4 separate regions of the Mus musculus genome follow, and all the other regions are linked to region 1. A link is a contact called in public HiChIP or PLAC-seq and promoter capture Hi-C data. All regions are on one chromosome and are shown on one strand. The core of a region is the stretch at or near the end of the contact, and the rest is flanking DNA. Distances in the headings are between cores, read along the strand shown.

The links. Promoter capture Hi-C pulls out the DNA fragments that hold promoters and counts their contacts. HiChIP or PLAC-seq counts read pairs in DNA pulled down with a chosen protein or histone mark.
Region 2: an H3K4me3 HiChIP or PLAC-seq map of embryonic limb bud shows a contact between it and region 1, with 6 times the contacts expected there. The contact joins the enhancer-like site here to the promoter of Apol7d in region 1. A contact is called at or near these places in 14 of 39 promoter capture datasets (the 3T3-L1 cell line, 3T3-L1-derived adipocytes, the C10 cell line and 10 more), 6 of 484 Hi-C or Micro-C datasets (adipose-derived mesenchymal stem cells, embryonic fibroblasts, nephron progenitors and 1 more), 12 of 115 datasets of contacts at active chromatin or transcription factors (the NIH/3T3 cell line, craniofacial prominence, embryonic fibroblasts and 8 more) and 4 of 9 other capture datasets (adipose tissue, embryonic stem cells, liver and 1 more).
Region 3: a promoter capture Hi-C map of cranial neural crest shows a contact between it and region 1. The contact joins the enhancer-like site here to the promoter of Apol7d in region 1. A contact is called at or near these places in 11 of 39 promoter capture datasets (the C10 cell line, the SN4741 cell line, cranial neural crest and 7 more), 1 of 15 datasets of contacts at CTCF or cohesin (the NIH/3T3 cell line), 3 of 484 Hi-C or Micro-C datasets (liver and uterus), 8 of 115 datasets of contacts at active chromatin or transcription factors (the NIH/3T3 cell line, cardiomyocytes, craniofacial prominence and 5 more) and 4 of 9 other capture datasets (adipose tissue, embryonic stem cells, liver and 1 more).
Region 4: a contact with region 1 is called in a promoter capture Hi-C map of liver, with 6 times the contacts expected there. The contact joins the enhancer-like site here to the promoter of Apol7d in region 1. A contact is called at or near these places in 9 of 39 promoter capture datasets (the 3T3-L1 cell line, 3T3-L1-derived adipocytes, the SN4741 cell line and 5 more), 1 of 15 datasets of contacts at CTCF or cohesin (the NIH/3T3 cell line), 10 of 484 Hi-C or Micro-C datasets (the C2C12 cell line, the MC3T3-E1 cell line, adipose-derived mesenchymal stem cells and 5 more), 8 of 115 datasets of contacts at active chromatin or transcription factors (the NIH/3T3 cell line, bone marrow-derived macrophages, embryonic fibroblasts and 5 more) and 3 of 9 other capture datasets (adipose tissue, embryonic stem cells and liver).

The regions. Positions count from the first base shown.
Region 1 is chr1:71,652,059-71,654,629 of GRCm38.p6, reverse strand. It overlaps Apol7d (apolipoprotein L 7d), which reads right to left and starts at 1,295. Exons shown (of 4, transcript NR_040308.1): 1 at 1,244-1,295. It overlaps Fn1 (fibronectin 1), which reads left to right and starts at 1,396. Exons shown (of 46, transcript NM_010233.2): 1 at 1,396-1,798. The coding sequence starts at 1,648.
Region 2 is chr1:72,059,359-72,061,929 of GRCm38.p6, reverse strand. No RefSeq gene overlaps it. Among named protein-coding and RNA genes, the nearest start is that of 4933417E11Rik, 55 kb to the right of the region's middle. Within about 2 kb of position 1,294, at least 29 of the 459 cell types and tissues checked have an H3K27ac peak or open chromatin away from gene starts, as enhancers often do. A contact at or near this core is called in craniofacial prominence, embryonic limb bud and uterus, where this site is marked.
Region 3 is chr1:72,037,549-72,040,119 of GRCm38.p6, reverse strand. No RefSeq gene overlaps it. Among named protein-coding and RNA genes, the nearest start is that of 4933417E11Rik, 34 kb to the right of the region's middle. Within about 2 kb of position 1,294, at least 9 of the 459 cell types and tissues checked have an H3K27ac peak or open chromatin away from gene starts, as enhancers often do.
Region 4 is chr1:71,912,144-71,914,714 of GRCm38.p6, reverse strand. No RefSeq gene overlaps it. Among named protein-coding and RNA genes, the nearest start is that of Gm28818, 14 kb to the right of the region's middle. Within about 2 kb of position 1,279, at least 42 of the 459 cell types and tissues checked have an H3K27ac peak or open chromatin away from gene starts, as enhancers often do. A contact at or near this core is called in 3T3-L1-derived adipocytes, the C2C12 cell line, adipose tissue and 3 more, where this site is marked.

The sequences.
Region 1 (2,571 bases), core at 46-2,545:
GCCAAGTTTGGGGTTCGGATCTGCTACTCTGAAAATAGTGGGCTTCTTGAAGGTCTTTTTGAAGCCCTACCAAAGCAACTGGGCTTGTGTGTGTCTGAAAGGTTAAAAAAAAAAAAAAAAAAAAGACCAACGTGTTAGAGCTGCTGGCTTCAGGGGGACGTCTCCTATTCCCTTTTCAACTTCAGTAGTGTAGGAAGTCCAGAGAATTTTCAGTGGAACTTTATACATTCTTGGAGCAGATAACAATTGAAATATAAAAAATCTGGCAGCGGGGGAGGGGTGGATAGTGGAATTCTGCCATGACTGCGAAGTCTGAAAATAAAATAAAATAAAATAAAATAAACGCCCGGACACATGCAAGGGGATTCGGGGTAAAGTCTGGAGGGAGGCAAGACATTAAATCTTTGTACCCATCCTCACCCCAACTCCCCCTTCAGAGGCCACCTAGGTTTGAGTGCAGATGGCCCAGTGAACGTGGCATGGACGGGAAGGGTCCCCCCGCCCCCCTTCATCAGCCAGTTCAACTTTTCCCCTTCTTAAGCTGTTCACTACTGCCCTTTTAAAAGAAACGGGCACCCCATCCCCAGGAAAGGAAAACTGTGCTTCACGACTTAGAAAAGAAACTTTCTGTTGCTTCCTCTTAGAGAGAAACTTGGTCCTGTGAGTTTCTCTGGAATCTGTAGAGCGCCGCGCGGAACCGAGGGCTGTGGAAGCTCAGGGAAGGGGGTCACCTCTGCCACGCGCTCACTCTCTCCCAGGCTCTTCCTTGAAACCTGGCAGGTACTGCGTGGAGAAACCGAGGTCTGAGCCTACCTAACACCATAAAGGCAAAGATAGGGGACCCTAGGCGGCGCCCAGGACCCAGGAAAAGCACCCAGAAGGAGCCGCCCCGCCCCGGGGCTGCAAAAGTGAAGTTTGGATTCCTACAGGGACAAGGTGGTGGCCACTTTATGACTTTTTCCCTTCCCACAAAATACACTCTGGTGTGCACAGACTTTTCTCAGAGGTGACGCAATGTTCTCAAACACCACCACAGCCACCAATTTAAAAAAAAAAAAGTTAAGAGATGAGGGGGGTAAGCCTTACCACCCCAGGCTTCCTTAGGCTCCAGCCCCTCCCTCCCTTTCCTTCGAGTCTACATCACTTTACAGCCGTTTCCCATCCCTACCCCCAATCCTCCTCCCAAAAGTTTGACGACCGCAAAGGAAACCAGAAAGGGGAAAAAAGTTCTCTAGTCCCAGACCTGGCGGGAGATCAGCATCTCTTTTGTTCGGGGCGAACCCACCGTACCCCGTGACGTCACCCGGACTCTGGGCCAATAGGCGCGCGGTCGGCGGCGGCTGCGGCGGCAGGAGGGGCGGGAGGAGTCGGACCGGACCCTCCTCCCCGGCGCGCAGGGCCTCGTGGGGGGCGGGAAGGTACTGTCCCATATAAGCCTCTGCTCTTGGGGCTCAACCGCTCGCACCCGCTGCGCTGCACAGGGGGAGAAAAGGAGCCCAGGGTGTGAGCCGGACAACTTCTGGTCCTCTCCTTCCATCTCCTTACCGGCGTCCCCACCTCAGGACTTTTCCCGCAGGCTGCGAGGGGACCCACAGTTCGTGGCCACTTGCCTCCTGGGGAGGGCGACTCTCCTCCCATCCACTCAAGATGCTCAGGGGTCCGGGACCCGGGCGGCTGCTGCTGCTGGCAGTCCTGTGCCTGGGGACCTCGGTGCGCTGCACCGAAGCCGGGAAGAGCAAGAGGCAGGCTCAGCAAATCGTGCAGCCTCAATCCCCGGTGGCTGTCAGTCAGAGCAAGCGTGAGTACCGACAGTCTGGTTCAAACCGGCCGGCGGCAGGGATGGGTTGGTCCTCAAGCGCCCGCTCAAGTTGTGGCTAAAGTTTTTGCGCGCGTGCGTGGCTGTGCGAACGTGTGTGAGTGCGCGCTTTATCGAGGGAAACCAGCTGTGGACACAAAAGGCTTAGGTCTGAACAGGCTGGTTGCTGGTGAAGTGGAGGTAGGGACCGTCTGTTCTTCCCCTCAAGTGCGCTAACAAATTCTACACCTTCAGTTCGCCCTTCCAGGAACCAAAACGTGTGAAAGAGAAAAGAGACACGAACTTACAAATTTTACATCAGAGATTATTGTGGTTCCCCTGATCCTTATTTTCTTTATCAGCAAATAGCTGGTTAAATATTTAACACGGGGAGGAGGTGAGACTATCTAAATAGGTAGTTTCTTACCAACTTGAAAGAGATGTTAGTTGGCTCAGTGCTTTGGGGGGGGGGGGGTAGCCTAGGATTCTTTCCCCAAGAGCAAGGATAGCCATTTCTCTTCCAGTTTTTCAGAGACACACTCTTCCTTTATCTTGGGCTAGAGGAAAATTTAAAAGTTCTCCCTCCTTTTTTTCTTTTTCTTTTCTTTTCTTTTCTTTTCTTTTTTTTTTCTTTTTTTTTTTTTTTTTTTTTTTTTGCCATGATCTCACACTGTAGCCTAAGCTAGCCTGGCATTCTCCTGTGTTGTCCAGGCTTGTGTGTTCAACTTGGGAGCAATTCTTCTGCCTCAGTTTCTACAGAGCTGGGGTTATTGGCA
Region 2 (2,571 bases), core at 45-2,544, 410 kb before region 1:
CCATAGCTGAGGGAGGCAGCGGCAGAAGAGTCTAGCCTTGTCTCTTCAGAGTGGAACTCCTCCTATGGGCTAGCTTTGCTCTCTGCTTGCCAGAGATTTTCCTTAAGTCCCTATCACTGTCTGATGGCTTGCCCTGCCCAGCCCTGTCCGATGCCCTTTCATGGATGCTACTGCCAATTAACCCTTTGTTTATCTTCCTGTCTGTCTCCTAGTGCACCCAGATGGCATCCTGCATTTACCAGGGCTTAAATGACAAATGCAAAGTTATAATCTGATAGGAAATGATGAATGTTAGAAAATTTTGTTATGTAAACAAATCCACAATAATATTATGCTGCTTCTCCTCCTCCTTTTTCCTCTCTCTCTCTCTCTCTCTCTCTCTCTCTCTCTCTCTCTCTTTCTCTCTCTCTCTTTGGTGCATATGTGTATGCATGGGGTGCAGGTCAGTGCTGGCTGTATTCTTCTATCATTTGCCACACTATTTTTCATTAAACCTTAAGCTAACGGATTGGCTAGACCAGCTCTGGGGATCTGCCTGCCTCTCCACTCTTCCCCACCAGGGTTACAGGTGCTACTGTGCCAAGTTTTCTATGAGGGTTCTGGGTATTGTAATTCAGGCCTTTCCTCTTGTAAACAGCAAACAACAAACAGAAAAAGCCATCTCCTCAGCTCTCTTATGTCATTTTCTAAGATATGAAGATGTATACGTGATGAAGATACCAAGACAATAGAAGGAGGAAAGAGGTGCTTGCCAGCAACCCATGGACCAGATGTTTTGATGCTATTTCAAAAACTTAAAAGAAAAACAGTTCTAAAGGCTTTGCCATATTTGAAATATGTATTTAAGCCCAGATTTTTGTGTCAAAGGTAATGTTTTTAATATTGGTAAATAAATCTCTAAATTGTTATGCTCTGTAAATTAATATACTTAACACTAAAATATAATTTAAAGTATCCACATGAGCAAAACCATCTGTGCTGACAAAGAGGCCGGGGGAAACAACCTTATATTTTCAATTAAGTACTGGAAGGCATTCACCAATGGCTTTCTACCTGCGAAATGCTAAGCTCACCAAAGAGCATCCACAGAGCACACTTTGAGAAACACCCTGCTAAAAACAAAATTCTGAAAGGTTTGAGGGGAGGAGGAGATCAAAAAGGCAGTAAAAATCCATCTGTAACACATAACCGAAGGGGAGAAACAGTGGTGGACAGACAGACATGGTCCCGCTAACGATGGGAGACAATGTAACAAAAGCAAGCCTGCAGATGTTTGCAGTTACTTTAAATAGTATGGGATATTTTCATAGGAAAACCCTTTACTGCAATGCATTTGCAATAGTTGGAGCAGTGTGGAGTAAGCTGGAACATGTGTTTTTGCTGGAGAGGCAGGAAAAACAGTTGACTGATTGTGTTGTTTAGAGGGCGGCCCTGGAACCGTAATATTAACCCCTTGGCTCTCAGTGCTAAGTTTCCTTTTTTTTTCAGTTCTTTGTGGCTGTGCTTTGGGGACATTGCAGGTAGGAGGTCACCCACCTAAAAATGCATCACAAATGCAAAAATGCTTCCTTGCTGGGAGGAAGAGGTTTGTCATTACCATTATTTGTCTCTATCTTATTTCAAAACAAAACAATGCTTCTTGCTGTCTCATGAAACAAAGAACAAAGCTTCCCAAAGTTTGAGCAGAGAAGAAGGGTTTTGGAGAGAAATTCTGTAAGAAGGATGGGGTGTTTATTGACAAACGTCTTTTTCCAACTCAGCTGTAGCCAGCCTTCTTTAAAACGTTTGTGGTAGGCTGTCCTTGTTCTCAAGAGCAAGAAGACCTCTATGTTCAGCCCAAATTACACACACACACACACACACACACACACACACACACACACTGGTACCAGACCACTGCCGTGTCTGATCTAAGTTAATCTAGTTTCTCATCTCTCATTACCCCTCTGGATACCCTGCCCTGTGTTCTGCAAGAATCCCTCTTAAACCTCATGTTTGCTCTTAACAATTCCCTGTTTTTCCTCAACAATTCCAACATCCACATCAGTGGTCCTTTTATCCTGCTCTTGGGGTAGGTATGAGTCCCCGCTTTTCCTCTTCTTTATTGCTGTGGTCCATTTGCCCTTAATAAATACTAGAGTAACTTTTTCTTTCTTTCTTTCTTTTTTTAAAATTGGGTATTTATTTCATTTACATTTCCAATGCTATCCCAAAAGTCCCCCACATGCTCCCCCCCCACTCCCTCCCCCACCCACTCCCACTTTTTGGCCCTGTCGTTCCCCTGTACTAAGGCAGATAAAGATTGCACGACCAATTGGCCTCTCTTTCCACTGATGGCCGACTAGGCCATCTTCTGATTCATATGCAGCTAGAGACACGAGCTGGGGGTGGGGGGTAATTGGTTAGTTCATATTATTGTTCCACCTATAGGATTGCAGATCCCTTCAGGTGCTTGGGTACGCCCCTTCTTAGTTGAGTTTTTTGGTTGTGTTTGTTTGTTTGTTTTTGTGTTTCTGATGCCTCCACCCACCTTCTACTCTATTATGTGACCACAATTGCTGAGATTTATTT
Region 3 (2,571 bases), core at 45-2,544, 390 kb before region 1:
GATTTACTGTTGACTGTTTGCCATTAATGAGCTCTGTCTCTACAACATATTGACTTGTTTCCAAAACGGGTACCATTAAAAGCCCACACATTTCCAAGCTGGGCATGTAGCACTTTAATTAATAGCGTTATCAAACCAAGGCGTCAAATGAAGCAGATGAGCCCACTTGAATGAGTGCGTGCTTGAAGCAACTTTATGGTTTGTTCTTTCTGCGTGTAAGAGGAGTGGCCCACAGAACTTTGCATGATAAGAAGTTGTATTTGCTGCCTTTTAATCCCAGGGTGCTGCAGAATAAAGGTATTGTCAGAGCACCATCTATGAATGAAGCTGAACGAGGAGATTCTGAGACTCTGTGAGAGAACTAGAGTCTTGTAATCTCTGCTTCTCAACAACACAGAATTGTTCTTGGAATGTATTTTTGTGATTCTCCAAGGTGTAGCAGACAGAGTGAGTTTACCTCAGCTCTTGTTATTCATGTACTTTCATGGAAAATATATCTTTGCCACCTTGGGCAAAATCGCTTATCCTTGCGATTGCACAGGAGATTCTTCTTAACCCTCAGGGCATACATTGCCCGATGCTCTGAATAAAGATGGCGATTATATGGGACTTTGGTCTACCTCATTTCTAGGCACTCCTCTCCCAGGTTCATGCCACCAATTAGAGCGGTAAACTGGTATTGCTTTGTGCTCTGAGAATTCTGTCTCTTTATGCTGTTCAAATCTGAAAAGTTTAACTTTTAGGTCTGTTTGGGACAATCCCTTAAAAATAAAATCCTCTGAATACTATCATTTCTTAGGTCACAGTGTCTACGTTTCTGTGAACATAGTGGGAAATCCTGCCTCTAAAAACTCACAGGGTTGAGGGGACCATTTCTCGGTCGGATTTTAAATAACTAAATTAGATTGCTACAGTATTTCACTAAGCTGAAAAGGCGAAGCGCATCACAATTTCAACTCACATTGTAAAATTATGACTAAAATTAACCTGTGTCAAGACAAACAAACAAACAAAAAAACATGCACAAGCTAAGGATCTAATGTGTATCCAGTCACTCATGTTTGTGGGATGTTCATTGAGGGAACAGTGTGAATAGAGAATGCCTTAGTTTGGGTTCATATTGCTGTGAAGAGGCTCCATGACCACGGAAAACATTTATTTGGGACTGGCTTACAGTTTCAAAAGTTTAGTCCATTATCGTTATGCCGAGGGACATGGCCGTCTGCAGGCAGACATGGTGTTTGGAGCAGGAGCTGAGAGTTCTACATATGGATCTGCAGGCAGCAGAAAGGAATTATAAGCCACTAGACAGGCTTGAGCTTCGGAGACCTCAAAGTCCTCCCCCAACCTTCCCCCGCCCCGCCCCCACAACTTCCGGCACACTTCCTCCAACAGACACACCTAGTCCTTCAAAGCCACACCTCCACAGAGACCCTTCCTTCTCTGGAGGTAGTTTAAGGTGGTAATCTGATATCACTTCAGGACTTAAACAGAACAGGGTTGGGAGGGTTGTGCGTGGAGGCAGAGATTTCTCGTTTTGAATCTAAGCGGGGCTTTTTGTGATGGCTTTGGTGCTTTCTGCAGAACTTTTTTTTTGTTGTTGTTTAACCAGAACAGTTCCATAGGCATTACTTATGGTCAAATCAATGGTTTTTCCAGCAAGGGCTCATTAATCAGTTGCTAAGCCGCCACAAATTACAAGGGAGAAGGAAAACATCTCCGCAGAGAGGGAAAAGGTAAGGGGCTTATTTGCTAAGCCTAGATGAATAGCACACTGAGTTGAGAGCGTGCATTCATAAAGAACATGTCAGAAATGTGCCTCTTGGAGACCCCGGTTTGTACCAGACCATGTTTTGATTTAGGGAGCAGCTAATTTAACTTATCTGTGGGAAGGAAGAGTGTGATTCTCTCATTCATGGAACCCATATGAGCTTCCGCAGTTCTCAAATCCCCGGGCAAACTAAAGAGTGTCTTGTATTATTTTCTCAGTAGGGCTCTGTTTAGAATAAAATTAAGCTATTTCCCCGATGGCTAAAAAACAGTCATTGAGTACTATTCAAACAAGGAAGAACACGTAGTCGCCTCAACTTCAATCTATTAGCATCTATATTTTCTTAAGAAGGTAGCTCACAGTTGGACCTATTCATCATTTAAAGAAAAATTCTTAGGTAAATAAGGCAAGTGGTGATTACCAGCCTATTAACAAATGTTTTTCCAAGGCTTTCAGAGTCATATACATGAGAAAGCTTCATATATTAAATTTTAATGACATAATACAGCTGATTTTTATTAAGAATTTCTTATTGTTCTGGCTAAGTGTTCTAATTCCTGTTTCCTTTGGTCTTCTTCTTCTTTTTCCCTAACATTGCACATTTATTAAAAAAAAGAAAACAGGGGGTAATGCTCTGTCTCAGTATATACCTATATATAAACATATCTAGAAAGGCTCTCAGCAAAGGATGTTTGGAAGTAGCAGTCAGGAAGAGAAGCCAAATTAAGTTCAAAAAGCATCATTTTAACTGGTGTACCCAGTTTGTTTTTTTTTTTTATTAATGAAACGCGAACTTAAAA
Region 4 (2,571 bases), core at 30-2,529, 260 kb before region 1:
ACAACCTATCATTTCATCAGTATCCAACTGCGTACAAGTTTATGCTCTACCAGACACCATGGAACATAGCCAGCTCAACTTCCTGCCCACTGAGGAGGCAGTGGTATCTTCACAGTGCCTGGCTCATAGCAGTTGTTTACTAGTAAGCATTAGTTTCCTTCAGCCCAAGGAGCTTATGGCAAGCCGTGGTCGCAGCCTTGTCCAGAATTCCTTCAATAACCATAGTATGATTTTATGATATTCTAGTCTAATAGTAAGTAGTTCTTCCTCAATATATAAACACTATGAAATAGTGGACTTCAAGGACTTTGCTGTGTTCAATGCTAAATTCCTTAAGACCTTAAACATGGTATATGTTTTAAAATATATACTCTTCTGAATGAATGCATAAATACGTGAATAATTATGGGAAAGGTATTGGTTCTAGTTTAGTTTCTGTTGCGGTAACAAACCTCATGACCAAAACAACTTGGAAGGAAAGGGTTTATTTCATTTTATACTTCACCATTGAGGGGAGTCGGGACAGAACTCAAGGCAGGAGTCTGGAGGGAAGAACTGGCGCAGAGACCATGGAAGAACGCTGTTTACTGACTTTTCCTGGCTACTCAACTACCTTTCTTATACAGCCCAGACCCACCTGCCCAGGGATAGTGTGAACCACAGAGGGCTGCACCCTGCCATATCAATCAGCAGTCAAGGAAGAACCCACAGACACCTCCACAGGCCAGTTGATGGACGCCTGTCTTAGCTTCTTTTCTGTTGCTGGGATAAACTGCCATGGTCAGGGCTACTTAAGGAAGAAAGAGTCTATTTTGGTCTCTGGATTCCAGAGTTTTAAGAATCCATCATGGCCAGGCAGCAAGTGGTAAACATGCTAGTAAAAGCAGGGAGCTTACTCTAGGAAGGAGAGAGAGGGAGAGATGGAGAGAGAGAGAGAGAGAGAGAGAGAGAGAGAGATGTTGGAGTGGTGCTGTCTGTAAGCTCTCAAAGCCTATCCTCCAGGGACATGTTTCCTTCAGCAAGATGCACCTCTTAAAGCTGCACAAACAGGACTAACAACTAGAGACCAAGTGTTCAAATATCTGAGGCTGTGGGGGCCATTTCTCATGAAACCAGCACAAGGTCAGCTTCTCAGTTGAGGTTCCCTCTTCCCAAGTGTATCACCTTGACAACCGATGCTAACGATGTCAGAAGCAGCAGCTGCTCTAGCGATGCACTGACTTTTAAAGGGAAGAGCTGATGTACCAGTCCAGAGAGTGACCTCTCGGGGAGTTACATGAAGTCACATGACACTATAGTAGGTGAATGACTCTTAGGCCATTGCCTGAACGTTCTATGGTGGTATTCATGGTTCAGACCAAGGGGAGGGGACTGAATGAGCATGTCTGGATGGCATTTATCCTCAGTGTAAGGAGAGGCTGTCCAACTTTGGATCCCATGAAACACATTTTGAAATATTTACAGTTGTCTCTCATCCATTCTTGCTCTTTCTATACAGCCCATCCACACTCCACAGATTTATAGCCAGTCAGCTTAATCCCTGCATTGTGAAATGATATGAAATCAAGCCATCAAGAGACCAAGAAGATGAAAATTGAGATGAAAAAAAAAATCTCTCTCAGTGGGTCTTCTGCCAGATGAGGCTATATGCTTGGGGCAGCTAGCTAACTCTTAAATAAGAAGACAAAATAAGGAAATAAAAAAATCAATACCTTTGATCTTTCTTAAAAAGTGCTCAAATATCCCAATGTTGTCTCCTACAGCCTTTATAAATCTTTCACTGGGGGCCTCAGAAAACTCCAAATCACATAACACAGCCATCAGGTTTCCAATCCAAGGAGAAAAGTGCTTTTCAAAGCAGTATGTGCCAAGCCCACCTTCACCTGGATAACATTTGTTAGCCAACCATGTGCTGTGTCCCTCTGTGTTTGTTGATCAATGTTGCAGTCACACTGACCGGAAGGGTGCTCTGTCCTGATTTCAGAGTGAGTTTTAAGCCACTTTGAAAACCCTTTAACTTGTGGGTTTGCCTCACTCTGTTTGAGTCCAAATTGCACAATAATATAATGAAGCAAGTCCTGTGGGACTCTCTGTGTCATATTAAATTTCAGGAAACCACAACCTTTGCACGTCTCCTCTGATTGCTCCCCTCCCCCCCCCCCCCCCCCCCCCCGACTGTGGCCCTATCCTGTGGCATCTGGCTGCTTTCTGGCTTGGTATTCAACAAGGTTGAAAACCCATTGCATCAGAGTCTCCTCTGACACTTTGGAAACCTCCTCCTTCTCGTCATTAAGCACTCCTGTCCTTTCTGAGTAATCAAAGCTTTATTGTAAAAACCTACTTAAATCCCCAAAGAGCTTTGAAACATTCGTTTCACTTTTCTGTCTGCTTCAATGGATATTTTATGTGAATTGTGAACTTGGGAAACATAAAAGGGGAAAATTAAAAAGACATATGCACGTTCTGTAAGAATCAGTAAGAAAGCCATGAACAACATTTTAGTGAGTAAACCATGAATGTGGGATGCATTTAGCTAGCTTGATATAGTCTTTCCATTTTCTTTATGATCCG